Linked DNA regions of Mus musculus: all the other regions are linked to region 4. A link is a contact called in public HiChIP or PLAC-seq data. All regions are on one chromosome and are shown on one strand. Each heading gives the region's core, a stretch centred on a gene start, on an enhancer-like site or on the middle of the called end of the contact. The rest is flanking DNA. Distances are from core to core; before and after follow the strand shown. Region 1 overlaps Gm30144 (a long non-coding RNA gene). Region 2 holds the start of Ntsr1 (neurotensin receptor 1). Region 3 has its middle 3.7 kb from the start of Mir124a-3. Region 4 holds the start of Gid8 (GID complex subunit 8).

Region 1 (4,491 bases), core at 164-2,663, 140 kb before region 4:
AAATGCTTGGCGTGGAGCTCACATTAGCAGACGTGTCCATTTGTCTGTCTTTATAGGGATATTCAAATTTCAAACCCACGTTTATAACATATATGGAATCACATATCGCATACCTCTTGGGATCAAAGTCGATGTCCGAAATTCAGACCAAGGTGAAATGGATCTTTTTGGAAGACCTTATGGTGTCTCCAGAATCTTGACCAGACTAACACAGAACACAACGTCAACTTAAATTCACAATCAGTACCCCAGTGGGAAAAAAGACAGATTTCCTGTTTGGTAATCTTCTTGGATCAAATATACAAATGAAAGATATTTGGTCCTTTCTTGGATTAAATGAAAAAAGAATGGATCTGAGGAGATGGCTCAGTGATTAAGAGGACTTGTTCTGCTTGTAGAGAGAGGACCTGAGTTCAGTTCCCAACACCTACATCAGAAGGCTCACAACCACCTGTAATTATAACTCCCGAGGATCCTACATCGTCTTCTAGCCTCTACAGGGACCTACACATGTGCACACACATAAACTTCAGTTCTCCCCCTCCTACAAGCTTCCTACTTCTCTCCCCTGGAGAAGTGTGTTTGTCCTGAGAGGTCATTGTCCTGCCCTCCACCCTCTTCTCTGATTCCTGCCTGAGAATCAGAGAGCCTGGCTACAGGCTTGTGCTATAAACTCCCTCATCCTCAAAAGCATGTGACAAGAGACCTCCCTGCCATGAAAGCCTTGATCCCCTCTTTTCAGAACCCCTACTACACCATCTGTCTATGGGTGCCGAAGTCTTCTCAGAGCCTCTGCCATGCTGTTGTCTGTCAGTCTGTCCATATTGTTGATAACTCTTCTAATAAACTCCTTACCCCAACAATTCATCTCAGTGTCCTCTCAAACCCATGTTAAAGAACTCTAGTTAAGGCTAAGCCATGAATCCAAGCTGTCCCTGGGATAGAGCTTTATTCCTGACCCTCCAGACTAACAGAGGGCTAGAAATGGGAGGTGCTAGGGCCTGGAGGTGGTCTTCTGTTCCCAGAGAGCACAGGAACTCTGTCCAATGTAGTCACCCCACATGTGGTCTCCACAGGAAACATATGATTTCTCCTACCTAGAAAGCCACTGGCATCCAGGTGGGAACAGCTTTGATGGCCTGCAGGGTAAGAATTGGGCAGGAGTGGGCAGCAGCCTTTCTACCTACTACTAGCTAGAGTAAGGAGACAGGAGGCCAGGTAGTCTATTCTTCCTCCTGGGGTCCAGGTTTGCCCCATACTCACACTGGAGTTTCTGGTTCTGCTCTGAAAAAGCTCCCATAAGAAACAGTGAAGGAGACCCATGCTTGCCAGCCTTCCCCTACCCCCAGCCTGCTCAGTTTCAGGAAACTGGGATGTGTCAGCTGTCTGTTGAGATTTCATAAGCAATTGCAATGTGTCAAGCTTTGAAAGAAAACATCAAAAATACTTTTCATTTCCTCAGCCAAAGAGGAAAAGCACACACCCGAGGCAGAGAAGGAAGAGGCTCTATTCTCCACATCCACACTCCACAAGCTTGGGGATTTACAAAGTATGAGAGGGCCTCTTGCCCTGGACCTCGAAGCTGGCAAAAGTCCAAGCCGTAGGAAGGCAGCCAATTAGGTACAGCTAGCCAAGCAGGGAGACCTGGGACAGCCCAGCTCACTGCCAAGAACAAATGAAATCCCTGGGGTCTATCAATGACCCAGCTAGCCAGCCCATTTCTCCATCTCTACTGCAGCCCTGAGAGAACCTAGCCATACCAGCCTCAGTGACCAGAAACTTCAAGGAAAGAAAAGCCCCCTAAGGAGACTGGCCTTGAGTCCCTGGACAAGCCAGACCAAGACAGTGCCTTTCTTAAAGCTCACAGCGAGCGTTGCTCTCTAACAACCGTGTGACTGGAAGCTGTGAGAACTCTGTGGCTCTTGGAGGCAGCCCGACCACAGCAGGGACAGACGCAGTATCCAACAGGGATGTTTGGGCTCCATCAAACACATCTTTGCTCCAGTTACCAACACATAAATGAGCAGCCTGTGTCGCTGTGGACAAGTGAGAATGGCTCTCCTCTCTGAATCACCCAGGTCATTCAGGATTGTTCCTATATATACCCCATACCTCTGAGACCCAGATGATCTGTGGTTCTGAGAGCAGAGCTCTCAGCCCAGGAGGGAAGGAAGGGCTTATAAGGCTAGATGGAACTAGATGGATCAAGGACAAAAGGTCCCTCATTCTGAGATAGCACTAGCCTACACCCCTGGCCTAGAGCTTGTCTGTCTGTCCTCTCTCAGCCTGCTGTGCAGGGGTCACCACACAGACCTTAGGAAGATGAACTAATGAGGCACTTATCCCAGCGGGTGGCAGAGTATCTGCTCCAGGTCCACATAGGTCACCCCGATGAACCAAGAGAGTGTAAGAAGCTTGTGCACAGGGGCCGAACAGAACCGTGGCCTCTGCGCTGGGAGTCACAATCTCTGTACATAGTCGAGGGCAAAGGACTCTCAGGTAGGAACTACAGAGAGCTGAGCCAGGGATGTCTGCTCCCATGATCTGCGGTTATCAGAGCTCAGTTTGGAAGCTCCAACCACAGACAAGCCTACCACCAGCTCACAGCTCCTGGGCTCTCAGTATCTGCAATTCACATCCCATTTTTGCCGGACAGCATCTCTGTCCTATGAGCCAGTATGGAGCCGAGCAGGTAAGACTCAGGTCCATATCCTCCATAGGGTGTTTGGCACAGTGGTGACCCATAGCTCCCTTTTCTCCCCAGAAAGCCCTCAGTTTACTTGATAAATGATTCCTTTCTTCCTGAGAACCACTGGGCAAAGTGACAGTCTCCTTAGAGAGAGAATAGATTTACATCTGGGCCAACAGAACAGATTCCAAGACCTAGGGATGTGGTCCTCTCCAGCCCCATGGAGTCCCTGCCTTCAGCTTCAGTTCCGCACACTCCACAGCCCCAGAACCCTCCAGTTGCTCCCCATCCATCAAAAGAAGCTTGGTCTGCTTTACGCTTAACCCCCTCAGATGCCCTCTAACAAGAAACCAGAAGGAGGCAGGTACAGGGAGCCAGTGTCCAAAAGAGCAAAGGATCAAGATCTGCCCTTTTGGACCATTAAGGACACCTGTGCTCCCTCCATCCCTAAGCCTGAAGATGCAGCAGCCTGTCTCTGCCTTAGCTTCTGGGATCCCAGAGCCACTTGCATCCAAAGGCTTCATCTCCCTATGAACAAAGGCAGCCTACATCTAGGCAGTGCTGGGGAGACCCCAGTGCTTGAGAACAACCAGATGCGATCCTTTGGAGCCAGGTTAAGGAAGGTGTGATGGTTTGTATATTCTTGTACCAGGGAGTGGCACCACCTGGAGGTGTGGCCTTGATGGAATAGGTGTGACCTGGTTGGAATAGGTGTGTCACTGTGGGTGTGGGCTTAAGACTCTCACCCCAGTTGCCTGGAAGTCAGTCTTCCACTAGCAGCCTTTGGATGAAGATGTAGAACTCTCAGCTCTGCCTGCGCCATGCTCCCATGCTGGTTACTGCCATGCTCCCACCTTGATGATAATGGACTGAACCTCTGAACCTGTAAGCCAGCCCCAATTAAATGTTGTTTTTTATAAGACTTGCCTTGGTCATGGTGTCTGTTCACAGCAGTAAAACCCTAAGACAGAAGGGGATTAGCCCTGTTGGGCAGATCTTTTATATTCCTCTCTGCCTTCCCTACCTCCACAGCCATAGCCTCTGCCTACAGACATTTGTGGCTCAAAGTGAGAAGAAACTATTTTATTTAAGAAGCAGCAGGAAACAGTGACTTCATCAGAAATCCTAACTCTGTGTGCTGAGAAAGCCAGGGCTCAGGCCAGCAATGTGTGACATTATACATGTGCCTTATTGCTTAAAAAGAAAGGGGCAGTAACAGTATGGTAGCCTTCCATCCAAGGTCTCTTTCCCACAGGACACCTTTTCAATCTCTCTTTCTGTGTATGTGTGTGCATGTGTGTACATGTGTGTGTGCATGTGTGTACATGTATGTGTATGTGTACATGTGTGTGTGCATGTGTGTGTGTTTTCTTTATTGTATGTATGTTTTCTTTTCATTTTTAAAAATGTAGACAAAGAACATAAAGTCAGGTGGGGGAGGAAATCTGAAAAGAATTGGGGAAGAGGGAAAGAATATGATCAAAATATATTGTATAAAATGTTTTAGATAATGATTTAAATTTTTTACATGTTAAACCCTGTAACTACAGTTTTAGATGACAAAGATATTTATTCCCTTTGTTCTGTCTAGTATAGAGAGGAGCATGCAGCCTCAAAGCTGACCCAGAAAAGCAATTTCTCTTCTCTCTCTGATCCCGCCCTCAAATATATGAAGGGCTCCCAGTGGGACCTGATAAAAAGCAACCCTTGATTCCCAAGTTCTCATGAAAAGACAGGAGAGGTTTATTTTGTTTTCTGTTCCCTTTTCCATAAGGCCATTCCCTTTTGAAACGTCCTTTTCC
Region 2 (4,347 bases), core at 657-3,156, 210 kb before region 4:
TATGCACATCCAGGGCTTCTGGATGGTATTTTCCTAGCTGGTTTTAAGCAAATACCTTGTCATAATATGTGTGCTAAGTTGCCATTTATGATTTTTTTTAAAAAGCTTTGACGCTATCGGAAAAGAAAGCTTTGGAGACACAAGGCTGGCTTAGCCAAAAGGTCAGGACTAGAAAACTAAACATGAACTCATGCTGCCTTTGAGATGGCCTCTCCCACGTGGCTGCAGCTCCTGTTGCCAAACGGATATACTGCTGTGGTCACCGTCTAGGACCCTCCTCTGGGGAATCCCCTGATGGAGGAGGCCAGACGGCACTGTTGGTGGTTGAGTTTGGGTGAGACCAAGGACACCACAGGGGAGTGAGACATGGGATCATATATAGCCTAGTGCTACTACTTCCTAATCATGCAGGCCCTCCCCAGCCCTCCCCATGCTCATTAAGTTGGTGCACAGAATCTGTCGGAGAACAAATCTAGTCTCAAGCCCACCTTACCCGCAGTCAATGGGCAAGCAGCCACAACCCATCAGGGCAGGTTTCAAGTTCCCTTCCACAATGGAAGAAGCTGAGGCTTGCCCAAATATTAGAAGCCTGGTCAACCCCTACACCCTCAGCCTGCTGTACTGGCTTCTCTTAAGGGGACACAGTAGTTTCCTTTGGAAACCAAGTGTTTAAGCACTGCTTTTCATGTGTTAACATTCTGTGGAGGGCACCAGCTTTTGTGTGAGTAGGCACTGAAGCCTGAGGGTCGCTGGCTGCGCAGGGATCCCTGGTCTGGGTCAAAGCCTCACCCACTTCTCTCATTACCCTTTCTCTCCCCCACTCAGGACCCCTAGTTCCAGCGCAGCAGGTACAGCCAGCCAGGTCCATGCAGGGACGGCAATCCCTGAGCCTTCCTTCCCTCCTGCCCTGGGACTCTCCAGGATCCAGGGAGGAGTTTTCTGGAGGAAGAGGGCAGGAGAAAGGCTGAGAGAGCCAAGTGGGGAAATAGAGGCAAGGGCCCTGGGGCAAGCAAGATGGCAGCAAGCCTGGAAGCTCTGGCCAGGGCCCCTGCCAAAGAGGACAAGATGAAAAGACCTTTGTTCCCCGGGTCCCTGACTGGGGCAGGGTCCCCTGAGAAAAGCTGTGCTGGGCTGAGTGCACAGGCTTCAGGGTTTCCTGCAAGGACAGACGCAGCTCTGTGTCGCCCACAAACCTGCCCTTCCCCTCTGAAACGACAGGGCACCAGCTCTGAGAGTCACTGCTAGTGACCAAATCCAGGTGGCTACAGGAGGGCAGAAGGTCCCATCATACCCAAAGGCAGCTAAGACCGTGAGACTGCGTGGAGAGATGGGCTGCTCTAACTTCCTGCTCTATGCTTTCCTTCACCAGACCCTTCACAGGCTAGAGGGCCCCCCTGGGTGCTTCTGGCACCCCACAGGCACCCAGAAGGGAGGAGGTCGAGGCAGTTGTACAAAGGCCCTGACTTATCAGCAGGGTGCCGCCTCCTTCTCCGCCTTCCCCTCGAGTACACCCTCGTGTCACTAAGGGAGCTGAAGACGGCTACGGGGAGCTTTCTTTTTGGGGTGGGAGAAGTTGGGACCAACGATCGTGAAAGAAAGATCGTGCTGCCCAGGAGAGGTTGAAAGGAAAGATCCAATATCCCCTCATTCTCCCTCGCCTGGTAGGGAATTCTGCTTCCTGGGGTACTCATCCTAGCCCAGGTGGTCCCCGGGAGCGTGCAGGAGCAACCGTCAGCCAGTATCCGGGTGGGGAGGGGACAGTGGCTGTGGCGTCTCTGACTCTCCAACACCCACCCTCCTCCACTGCTGGGCGCGCCGCGCAGCCGCCAGCTCAGTGGAAGCGCGAGGAGCCCGGCAGGCTCCGGCGCAGCAGGAGGTGTGCGAAGTCGGGTGCGGGAAGAGCTCCAAGCAGAAGAGGGAGAACGAGGGTGAGCACGCTGGGCAGCCGTGCGTGCGCTCCTCTCTGCGCCACAGGCTCGCCCAACGAAGCACAAGCCAGCAGGGTCGCGGTCCTGAGGACATCGCTGCCACCCAGGAGTGCAGAGAACCAACCACAGAATCTGGAGGTCGGTAGCAGCCCCGATCTAGGCAGGCTCGGAGCCAGGGGGGGTGCCGAGGAAGAACCGGAAAGCAGATCCCAGACTCTGAAGGAGAAAGAAGAGTGGATCCCTGAGCCGGCACGTCTCGAGCCCCAGAGCTCCCAGGATCTCCTGGATAGCTGGCTTCGCCGCCGGACGGCACGCCCCCCTTAGCTTCCACACCCTCTCCTCTGAGCGCCTCCTCATCTGCCCCTGGAGGGACTTTCACCTTCAAAGGTGCAGGACAAAGCCGCATATCTGGCGCCCACCATGCACCTCAACAGCTCCGTGCAGCAGGGAGCCCCAAGTGAACCCGGTGCCCAGCCCTTCCCACATCCACAGTTCGGACTGGAGACGATGCTCCTGGCGCTCAGCTTGAGCAATGGTTCTGGCAATTCCTCAGAATCCATCCTGGAGCCCAACAGCAACCTGGACGTGAACACTGACATTTATTCCAAGGTGCTGGTGACCGCTGTATACCTGGCACTTTTTGTGGTGGGCACTGTGGGCAACTCGGTGACAGCCTTCACTCTAGCGCGGAAGAAGTCGCTGCAGAGCCTGCAGAGCACTGTGCATTACCACCTGGGTAGCCTGGCACTGTCTGACCTGCTCATCCTGCTGCTGGCCATGCCCGTGGAGCTGTACAACTTCATCTGGGTGCACCATCCCTGGGCCTTTGGGGATGCTGGCTGCCGTGGCTACTATTTCCTGCGAGATGCCTGCACCTATGCCACAGCCCTCAATGTAGCCAGCCTGAGTGTGGAGCGCTACTTGGCCATCTGCCATCCCTTCAAGGCCAAGACCCTCATGTCCCGCAGCCGCACCAAGAAATTCATCAGTGCCATATGGCTAGCCTCGGCGCTGCTGGCTGTACCCATGCTTTTCACCATGGGCCTGCAGAACCGCAGTGCCGATGGCCAGCACCCTGGTGGCCTGGTGTGCACACCCACGGTGGACACAGCCACCGTCAAGGTCGTCATCCAGGTAAGAACATCTAAAAGGGGACTCTCTGAGCTGTGGCACATTAGAGGGCACACCAGGGCAGCTGGTTTCCCGTCTGGCTGTTTCTTTCTATTGGAGCCACACAGAGACTTTTAGCAGTGTCACCTCAGAAGTCCCGGTGATTCAAGGCACCACCTGGGGAGAGACACAGCCGTGTTGCCTTGTGGAAAGAACTGTGCCTCAGAAGCACTTTATTCTTCTCCCTTGTCCCAAAGTAGGCCCCAGTGACATCATACTGAGCAACATATGGAGAGCGCTCAGCAAGGCTCCTCTTAGGAGGTTGGGAAGGGGCGGGGCATAGCCATCAACTCCTCCTCAACTTTTCACTCCCAGTTGCATGCCCCTCCCTGCTTCCTCCCCTCCTGTTGAAGGGGGCTTGAGCCCCAATCAGTGACTTCTGTTTACTGTAAGCCCGAGGATACTCTCAGGGAAGAAGGTTGCCATCAGCCATCAGGAATCCCTGACTTCCCAGGCTGAGTCCCCAAGGCCTTCTGGCTGCCTCTCCTGGACCCAAATCCAAGAGCTGGAGCTTTAATCTTGGAATTGTTCCCAGTTGAGTTACACTTTCCCTGTCTGTGAAGGGAGGTGATCAAAACATGGTCAGGAGGGCTCAGAGAGGGGTTTGCAGGCCCCCAGTCTGAAGCACTCCAGGCCCTTGCTGCTGTTAGTGCTGTTTCTGCAGAGCAATCTGAAGTGTCTTTGGTATGACGAGGTAAAGAAAAAAAGATTGGGATGATAGACTACAGTCCTCTGCGGTCTGAGCGTAGCACCAGGGGACCAGATGGGAGCCCTCCTCGGAAGTTACCAGCAGAGTAACTCAACATGGCAGAAAGCTCATCAGGAGCAGACCTTGAGGTGGGAAGGGGGCATCCACAGGGGCAGCCAGAGCAGAAGTGACATTTTAAGCCAGGCATGGTTGATTGTGCCAATACTCCAGAGGCTGAGGCAGGAGGATTACAAGTTTGAGGCAAGCTGGAAAGTAAGAACAACAACCAGGAAGGAGGCGGGGGGGGGGGGGGAGGGCAGGGGGAAGGAAGTTTAGAATAATTTCTTGGCTGTAGATCCTGGGCAACTGTAGAAATACAGGGAGGGTTCTCTTTCACCACAGGGTGGTCAAGAAAAGCAGCAAATGAGAGGATCTGGCTGAGGGCTCCTGCCATGTTAGAGGGTCCTCCAGGGAAGCTGGCTGTGCCATCTGTCTGTTTCTTTCTTCACCAAGCCATCTATAGACTCCCAGATCCTCACAGTGAGATTCTGTGGTCACATG
Region 3 (4,414 bases), core at 1,267-3,766, 180 kb after region 4:
GCAGGTGTGTAGAGACAAGTCACCTAGGGAGGAGGGCAAGATGTCCAGGAGGGAGAAAACAGCTAGGTGTGTTACAAGCCCTTTCACAGCTCAGCTTGACAGAACAGCCCTGTAGCTCAAGCAAGGGCTTCTCCAAGGCAATCCGCTACTCAGAAACTTCAGTCTGAGATTCCAGATCAAGCCAGCTCAGTATTGTAGATACCATGTGATCAGACTCCCTTTAGTGGGACCCTGAGGTCTGGGGCCTCTGAGAACCTACAGGAAATGAGATGGTGCACCAAGGGACTAGGCACGATGTGGGGCATTTCTGGTGAAGAGTATGAGCTCCCTCTACCACTTGGGAGGGTGTTCAGCCGAGGAAGGCTGCACAGGGTCCAGGAAGAACACTCCCTGCTCCCTACTCAGGGGTCAGGCTATAAACTGTGGGGGCAGCAGGGATAACATAGATCACTCTGCCCTGGGCATATTCAGCAAAGAGAAAGGGAACACAGAGCCCTAAGCCTAGGATGTCTTCATCCCACCTTTCCACTGCCTGGCTCTAAGATGATCAGTCAGATGAAGGTTGGGTCCCAGAGAAGGAGACACTCAGGCTCCCAGGAATCCTTGCCTCTGCTCTTCAGGGGCCTCTTCTGGCTTCCCTGAGGCCTAAGTTCTAAAAGAAGGAGCCTCTGAGGGGTAACCCTGCCAAAAGGTCTCTGTGCCTGGACTGAGTCTATGAAGCCCTTCAGAATTCCAAGGAGACCAGAAAGCATCCTCCCCAAGAGCCTGTTGTGATGCTTGACCCATTTTTCTGGTTTGTATAGGAGCAGTATTGGCTCCTGGCTCCCAGATGGTTTTATTGACATCAAGGTTCCTAGGTGGAAGTAAGATGGCTCACCAGGTGAGGACACTAGCTGCCAAGCCTGAATTTGATTCTGCATAATGGAAGAAGAAAATGGACTCCCACGAGTGACCTACTCCACGTGCACACTGTGGCACATTCCCTCAATACATGTATGCAACAAACAAAGAATAAATACATAAATGTAAATTTTATTAAACAATTTTTTAAAATACCCCTGGAGTATAGCCATCCTCCCACAGCACTCCGCCTGGGGTCTCAGGCTTGGCCTAGACGGAAAGAGAAGTTTTCTACATAAAAGCCAAGGCCCACTCTGAAAGGTAGAGAGTTGAAGGGAACAGTGTGTGCCATCTCTGCTACGGTGGGTGGCCAGTGAGTCACCTGAAAACACAGGACTCACGGGAGCATCAGAGCCTAGCCAAGGATAGCCAAAAGGTTGGACCCCAAGAACAAAAGGCCTGTTCCCGCCGCCGCGGCCGCTGCCGCCCGCCACAGGCCAGCAGCTCAGCCTGGATCCCTCAGTCTTTGTCCTGCCCTGGTTAGCCCTTGCGGATACACACTGCCTCCTGTTTGTATTCCTCCTTCGCTCCCCACCCCCACCCCAGCCTGCCGTTACCTGGCTCTCCAAGTCTATGCAGTGTTGAAGGCCCAGGTGGAGTTTCTGAGGGACCCCGGGGGGCCACGATGAGTTTCACTCCCTGGGTTTTCATCTGAGCTCTGTCCACGGTGCTCACTCTACTCAGGGAGGAGGAGGGAAAGGAGAGAGAAAAAGGGGGGTTGGCCTCATTTCCATGTGGAGGGCCCAGGGCCCTGTTCGTGCCCCCCCCCCGCACCCCCTTCTCCATTGTCCACAAGAACCTCACTCACAATTGCAGTCTTTGTAGTGGCTAGCTCCGCCCTCAGCACTCAGTCATGGTGGGGGTCCCGCCCCCCCCCACCTCTACAAAGGACTAGGAGGAGCAAGGCCAGATCTTTCCTTCCCCGTTGGCCCCACCCAGACCATAGCTTAGGGCAGCCAGAGTTAGCTGCATCTCCAGGTGGAAAGCACACCCTCGGAATGTTGGGTGGGAGTCACTCATCCTTAAACTCTCCTTAAAGCGGGCAGTGAAGTGTCACCAGGTACCTTGGGGTGGGGGTCGCTCTCAGAAGCCTCTCCCCTTGGGCATCAAGTACATGCCCTGTCTTGAGAGCTTCAGTCTCAACTCCAGCTGCATCAGGAGACAAGCTGCCCTCAGGAGAGAGGTTTAAGGCCACCTGTACTGGGTATGAAGAGGCTGAGGCCTGTGACATTCCTGTGTGAAGGCTTTCAAGCCTTGACCACCCATGTTAGATCTGAGAGGCTATGTACCATTTAAATCCTGCAGAGGGATGTGGGGCTGCAGCTGGGCCTAGAGTCCTTGCACCCAGCCCAGCAAAGCTGATCCCTTGTTCCCTCTGCTGGCCACATCTGTGTTATGGGCCCTGCATCTGTCCTACCACTCCATCCCCAGGCCACGCATGTAGAGGGGGACTGTGGGCCCTGTGGCAGCCTGAAGGCCTTCTCCTCCAACTCTTCCTTTCCTCACAGCCAGGGTGGGATCAAGGGTCAAGAGACTGTGGGCCAGCTGTTCCCAGATGTGGATCAAGGCCCCTCCCCTTTCTGGAGGAATGACAAGCCTCCTGCAGAGGAGGGGGCGGTGGTGTGACGAAGAAGAAAGGGCGGAAAGGGAGGGAGTTCTCCACGGGTTTCTGTTGATCTGTTTAATCCCACGCTATCGCAAGCTTTCGCGGATGGAGGGCAAGAGGGGAAAGGAGGGGGTCTAGTCCGCATCCTTCCCTTCCTCCTCCCACCCCCACCCCGCCTGAGCCACCTGACCCGTCTCAAAGTTGCCGGGCTGCGGCGCGCATGGCCTTTGTGCGCGCGGAGCAGCGGCCTGGAACCTGGAGCCTGAGCCAACTGGACTGTGTCGCCCCACCTTCGTGCCCCTTCCTCTCCCTCACGTACCCAGGAGCTAACAAATAAATAAATCCACAAATACAAATTCGCAGTGTGCTGGGGAGAGGCGGCTGCGCCGGGAAGAAGGAGCGTGGAGAGGTGAGGCTGGGCCGTGGGGAGTCCAGGGAAGAACAAACCTGAGCCAAGGCCCAGCATCAGTAAGTTGACTCTGAAGGTTTCGCGGTCATCAAAAAGATCCCTACCGGGCAGACTCAAAGGAACAGGCAGAGGAATGCTTGGGGTGGGCTCCCCTTCTCTTAGCGCACAGGCAGCTCCACCCCCACACCCAGGACAACCCTTCCCCCAGCCCTTCAGGGCCGGGCGGCAGGACGCAGGGAATTGGAAATAGAGAAACCGGGTGCTCCGGACTGAGTGCATAGGAGTACCAGGAGGAAACGCGCAGGCACGTTTCGGCGGAGATGCAAAAAATTAAACTTGGTTTGACCCATGGAAGGGGTGCTCTCCCAGACTCCCTATGTACCATGCTCTGGCTTGCTGTAAATATCTCTCACGAATAGTAAGGGGAGGCCGAAGGGAGGTCCTTGGCCTGGGAAGGGAACTGGTCTTTGAGGAGTCGCTGTACGGAGCCGGCCCCGTAGCAAGCGCGCTCCTAAATCCGAGGCTCTTTGGGAGTGCCTCCTCCACCCCCGCGCACCCTCCGAATAGAAACGAGATCTGGGCAGGCTAGAAGCGGAGATGTGTTAGACCACTGCAAAAGCCGAGGGTGGGGCTGAGGGATGGTAAAGGGTCTGCTGTCCTGGGAGCGCCTTTTCTGGGCGAGGATCCAGGCTCCGCGGATGGGAAGCGATTCGGGCAGGCTTTGCTGTCTACACCATGGACAGCAGACCGTGAAGGTTTGGTGTCATGGACGGTGCTGGGGACCTGACCCAGTACCCTCTAGGGAGAGGGACCACTGGCCAGGCAAAGAGGAGCTGGTTCCAACAGGGAGTAGCCTCTGCTCGGAGTCTAGATCCTCCACTCTTGAGCCACCAGCCAGTGTCCCTCGGGCTGCAGGTGCTGGCAGGCCGTGGGTGGTTTCCTTGACTTTGGGTTGGGCATAAGCAAAGGTGGGCTTAGCTGTCTGTGTAAGAGGGGATTCTCTAGCGTCGGTTGAGACTGGCACCTGCAAAGGGAAGGATTTGGGGTTGGGAGAGAAGTATCCTGACCCTCTGAGGACCTTCGGGCAGTGGGATGAGATCTCCGGAGATTACCTCCTTCCCAGCTGAGTGTCTTCGGGGGTTCCCACGGGGCTGGAGAAGGTTGGAAAGGGAGGGGGAAGAATTTATGCCTGGGTCATTTAGCTTCTGTTAGAGGGCAGGTGGTCAAGGGCTGGGTTGGCCCAGGGAGAAAGGATAGGACAGAGGCCTGCCTACTTCTGTGTGGTTCTTCCAGTCTGCAGGAACAAAGGCCCGCTGGGAAGGCCTAGAGTGGCGTGGGTTTTTTTTTTTTTTTTTTTTTGTTTTTTATTTTTGGAAAGCCGCTGATCTCTAGCCCTAAAGACCCAGATCAAGGTAGTCACCCTTCAATAGACTGCAAAGAGTAGATTCAATTGCAGTCAACTGTGAAGTATGGACTGTGTTTCTCCCATCCTCGTAAGC
Region 4 (4,467 bases), core at 1,013-3,512:
TTAATGTAATGTAAAAATAAGCAAGCATATGCATCCTATTAGAATGAAAATTTGCTTTTGTCCTTAAAGGTAAAATTGTATTTATAGGAGAAGGCTGTTATGAAATTATCAGTTAATATTTGATTTGTATTTTATACATCCATATAACCAGAATAGCACGAAAAAAATCCTTATGCTGGGGCTGGAGAGATGGCTCAGGGGTTAAGAGCACTGACTGCTCTTCCAGAGGTCCCAAGTTCAATTCCCAGCAACCACATGGTGGCTCACAACCATCTGTAATGAGATCTGATGTCCTCTTCTGGTGTGTCTAAAGACAGCTACAGTGTACTCACAAACATAAAATAAAACTTAAAAAAAAAATCCTTATGCATAAAGTGGTTGTAGGTGGAAAGTTTAAGAATCCCTAGTTTACAAGATCACTTGAACTGGGCATGGTAGGGCACACAGCCCTGTCTGACCTGGAACGCACAGAGATCCACTTGCCTCTAGGTATGCCACCATGAGCAGCCTATGAGGCACACTACTAACATCCAAGCTACCTACACAGAGAAACATTATCTGGAAAATTCAAAAAATAAAAATTATCACCTGAGCAAAAGGAAAAGACAAAACTTGCTGGTATTTAGTGGAACTTCCCAGGGAAGCCCAAGCAGTGGAGGGGAGCATTTCACAGCCCAAAGAGAACAACAGGAGTCCGGGTGCAATCAACTGGCAAAAAAATGCCTTACATGAAATGAAGGTCAGGGTGTAGGAGAAATAGTACTGGGAGGACATATGTGACAATGTCATGCAAGCAGCAAAGATGAGCTCAAAGTCAAGCAGCTGAAGAACCCTCAACAGGAGCTAGTTTGTAGAAAAGACTAGGGGACTAGCAGATTGCTCATCCACCATCCACAGAGGCATTAACATTCTGAGTTAACCCTCTTCTCTCCTCATGATACCAGCCTCTTCCCTTGCACAAGTTTGAGTTGATAATCCAACTTTACCCAGAGTTAAAGTAAGTGCTACAAAGTTTGTCGATACCAACCTGGATAGCTTCGGGTAGAGCTATGGAGTTAAGAGACTGCCACTGTGGTCATTGTGTCTGACAGATCTGCTAAACTGGTCTTATTTTCAGTGACTCAATGAGAAGTTGCTTTCCCTGGACAGTTCATCTTTAAACAAGCACACCCAAACATCTCAGGGCGGACGGACCAACATTCCTTCCAGAAGCATTCCAGAATTTCTTTACATTACAATGACTGAATTTGCATTCACCTCCGGTAGACAATGGACACATAAATATGCAAATACCCATTTAACCGTTCCTATCCGGCAGTGTTAAAGAGCCTCCAACTTCCCCCATCCCTTACCGGAATATCTAACCCATAACAAGGCATTGGGTAAACAGGATTCGGGGTTGGGAGGAATAGGGGTCCCTTCTCCGGCGGCAGAAATCCCCTCCGCCGAAGTTCAGAGCTGGGTCCACACCATACGCCGCTAAGAAAAAAGACACTCACTGTGAGCGCCCAGAAGTAGGGAGTACCCTCGGCGGAGGGGTCCCCACTGTGAGCACTTCTGAAGCATGGATCCGCTCTGCTTCGATGATTGCCTTAGAAGTAGGGATTAACTTCGTGCATGTCCCTGAGAACCCCAGCACTAGGGAGTCACCTTTATTAGTGCCCAGAAACGAGGGAACAACAGTCTCCGCAGTCCGCTCTCCAGCGTGGCCACAAAGATCGCTCTAGGCAGGGCCGTTCTGACGCTGATCAGGCCTCGATTACAACGTTCCCGGAATAAATCCTAGGAGCTCGCTCACATCCGGAGGCCTTGTCTTTGGGACTAGAGCCTGGCGGACTACAAGCCGGGGAATGCCCTCCTCATCTCGCGCACTCCGGTGTTCACACACACCTATTACTCGCCCCACCCCCACTTCACACACACAAAAACAAGAAAAGAGCTGGGACCTTCGTTTCGAACTCAGTCTACACGTCTCCATCCCCGCGCTAGCACTCAGTACGCGAATGCCCCCGCAGCAGCCATCTTGCGCAAAAGCGATGCGAGCCTTTTGACTCTCGCGCCAACCCGTAGAGCCAGAGCCCTGCCGAAGAGTTCTGCGCAAAAACGGAAGTTGAGACCCTGGTTTCCGGCGACCGCCCGGGCGGTCGATTCGCGAGAGGATTCCATTGGTTGCCAGTTCGCATCTCGAAATCTTACGATCTCGCGAGAGGTGTCTGAGGGGCCGACGCCGGTGTAGCTACCTCCGCTCCGCGCCCCGCCCCCGCCCCCGCCGCCGCCGCCGCCTCCGCCTCCTCTATCTCCGCAGTCTCTGCCGCCCCTCCCCGGCCCCGGGAGCGGCCGCGGAGCCGCCACCCAGACACTGTCGCACGGGAGGCGGGATCCGCACGGTAAGATGGCCGCAGCGGGCCCTGACGGCCGTGCCGAGCGTCTCCGCGGGGCTCCGGGGTGGACCGAGGCGCGGAGGTCAGAGGTCGGGGGTCTGTGCCCGACAGGCTGCCCTGCCCAGGGTATCCGAAGCCCAAGGCAAGAGCGGGGATCGGGGCGGTCAGTTCTGCCCTCCACGGCCGGGCCCCGGAGCGGGAGGACTGGAGGCCGCGCTGTTAGTCCGGGTGCTGCCGGGACCCGAATAGTTACTGCAAATGTTCGCACGTCTCTGCCATTAAAGGCGCGGTGAAGGGGACAGCGGAAAGGTGAAGACGCAGCTACTGCGCTAAAAGTCATCCTCGGGGCTTAGGCTGCATCCCCGGCGACTGTGTAACCGCTGAATTTTGGGACCTCTGAGTCCTACAGAAACACTGCCCCCGTCTCTGTCCTTAGCCTTGCTTGATAACCTTTCCCGGCGCCGAGTGGAAATCGAGAGGCAAGGACCTTCTTGGGGAACATTTTTCCAACACTGATCTTTACCTTACTTCTGAATAAAAGTCGAATCGGTGAATTCTGCTGTCATCCTGTGGCATGGAGCGGCATCAACCCGGTTTAGTTTCACTTCCCGCCTCCTCCATACTACTACTACCTTTTGGGCTGCTGGGATCTTCAAGTCCGCCAGAACTAGAAATCCTGGCATGCCCCAAATTCGAAGTCTCTATAGCATTCACTGCGCAAACTCTCCACAAATGGGCTTTGGAATCGTAATGTTTTTTTAAACTTAATATCTTTTTAAAAGACTCTTGTTTAAATATCTTTCCCACAGTATGTGTATATGCGTGTTTCCCAAATTACTGTTTTTAGCGTGGGTCCCCATGACCTGTAATCCAGAGGCCTACCACACCTAACTGCCAGAGTCCTCTGCACCAGACTTGCCCTGCTCCTCCAACCTGTTTTACTTGCATCTCTCCCACGTTGCCATGCTCTCATTTCTAAGGCCTGACACTTGACATGGCAGTCTGTCCGTGCTTCTTTCTTTTCTCTTGTCCCTTCATATTCAGTCCAGCAACAGCTGCCATTAGTTAATTTGGAGGTCAAAGCTTGATCTTGGCTTCTCTTCTGATGTCCACTATACCAGCAGTAGGATATCTCTTTGTTGGACTGCTAAGCTCTTTCCATCCAGTATGCATTCCATTGTCAAACCAGAAACCAGAGCCACCTTTCAATTTTATGACATAGTAAAACAAATTAGCTGGTCCTTTGCAGTGCACAAACTAATATCTGTGAAGTGTATGTTACTGACCGAGTGAAAATGATCCAGCCCATGCTCCTAGAGCTACCCTAATTGCCCCCCACCCCCACCCCTGCTGACACGCCCTGTGGACCACCTAGGGTCCTGCCTTACTCCCTCATAAAAGAATCCCTGTGTGAAGGTCGGGTGTGGTGGCACAAGGCTTTAATCCCAGCACTTGGGAGGCAGAGGCAGGTGAATTTCTGAGTTCGAGGCCAGCCTGCTCTACAGAGTGAGTTCAAGTCTACACAGAGAAACCCTGTCACAGGAAAAAAAAAAGAGTCTCTGTATGAATCCTTGTCTTTGCTTAAGATCACAATATTTTGTGCTAAAAACATGCCATGTAGTTGTTTCATATCTGATTTTACAAAACTCATGTCACTTGTACTTCTCTTTTAATTTGTACTATTTTTCCCATCCAGTGTTGTTTTATTAAAGTGATGTGCAGCCATATTCCCTTCTAAAGCGTAGATACTTTGAATGTAAAACGTTCTTTATTTTTATTTATTTCTGAGGTAGAGTCTCACCATATCACTCTGACTGGGCCAGAGTTCTGTCTGTGGATCAACTTGCTTCTGCCTCACAAGTGCTGGGATTAAAGTCATGGCCAACACATCCAGCCAGAACAGTCTTTTTGAACCCATTTGTTGACTTGATAACATGTTTTAGCTTCCTTTACACCGAGTGTGAATATGCATGTTTGATATGCACGCTTATCATATGCTTGCTTTTACCATCATCTGTCTCTAGAGAGGCTATCAAGCCAGAACTTGTGCCATATGATCTGTGTGAAAAACTACAGCCTTATCTTC

What was found. HiChIP or PLAC-seq counts read pairs in DNA pulled down with a chosen protein or histone mark.
Region 1: an H3K4me3 HiChIP or PLAC-seq map of bone marrow-derived macrophages shows a contact between it and region 4, with 2.1 times the contacts expected there. The contact joins the enhancer-like site here to the promoter of Gid8 in region 4. A contact is called at or near these places in 4 of 39 promoter capture datasets (the 3T3-L1 cell line, hematopoietic stem and progenitor cells, macrophages and 1 more), 1 of 15 datasets of contacts at CTCF or cohesin (the NIH/3T3 cell line), 1 of 484 Hi-C or Micro-C datasets (nephron progenitors), 8 of 115 datasets of contacts at active chromatin or transcription factors (the SCID.adh cell line, acute myeloid leukemia, bone marrow-derived macrophages and 3 more) and 3 of 9 other capture datasets (adipose tissue, liver and pancreatic islet).
Region 2: a contact with region 4 is called in an H3K4me3 HiChIP or PLAC-seq map of embryonic stem cells, with 5 times the contacts expected there. The contact joins the promoter of Ntsr1 here to the promoter of Gid8 in region 4. A contact is called at or near these places in 1 of 39 promoter capture datasets (the SN4741 cell line), 4 of 115 datasets of contacts at active chromatin or transcription factors (astrocytes and embryonic stem cells) and 2 of 9 other capture datasets (adipose tissue and liver).
Region 3: a contact with region 4 is called in an H3K27ac HiChIP or PLAC-seq map of stem cell-derived anterior neural progenitor cells, with 10 times the contacts expected there. The contact joins the enhancer-like site here to the promoter of Gid8 in region 4. A contact is called at or near these places in 1 of 484 Hi-C or Micro-C datasets (embryonic stem cells), 8 of 115 datasets of contacts at active chromatin or transcription factors (bone marrow-derived macrophages, embryonic brain, embryonic stem cells and 2 more) and 2 of 9 other capture datasets (adipose tissue and pancreatic islet).

The regions. Positions count from the first base shown.
Region 1 is chr2:180,567,843-180,572,333 of GRCm38.p6, forward strand. The region is part of intron 3 of Gm30144 (a long non-coding RNA gene); the gene reads right to left. Among named protein-coding and RNA genes, the nearest start is that of Mrgbp, 11 kb to the right of the region's middle. Within about 2 kb of position 1,414, at least 21 of the 459 cell types and tissues checked have an H3K27ac peak or open chromatin away from gene starts, as enhancers often do. A contact at or near this core is called in bone marrow-derived macrophages, where this site is marked.
Region 2 is chr2:180,498,070-180,502,416 of GRCm38.p6, forward strand. It overlaps Ntsr1 (neurotensin receptor 1), which reads left to right and starts at 1,907. Exons shown (of 4, transcript NM_018766.2): 1 at 1,907-3,062. The coding sequence starts at 2,349.
Region 3 is chr2:180,888,110-180,892,523 of GRCm38.p6, forward strand. No RefSeq gene overlaps it. Among named protein-coding and RNA genes, the nearest start is that of Mir124a-3, 3.7 kb to the right of the region's middle. Within about 2 kb of position 2,517, at least 17 of the 459 cell types and tissues checked have an H3K27ac peak or open chromatin away from gene starts, as enhancers often do. A contact at or near this core is called in stem cell-derived anterior neural progenitor cells, where this site is marked.
Region 4 is chr2:180,707,964-180,712,430 of GRCm38.p6, forward strand. It overlaps Gid8 (GID complex subunit 8), which reads left to right and starts at 2,263. Exons shown (of 5, transcript NM_001289652.1): 1 at 2,263-2,387. It also overlaps a transcript of Dido1 not described here.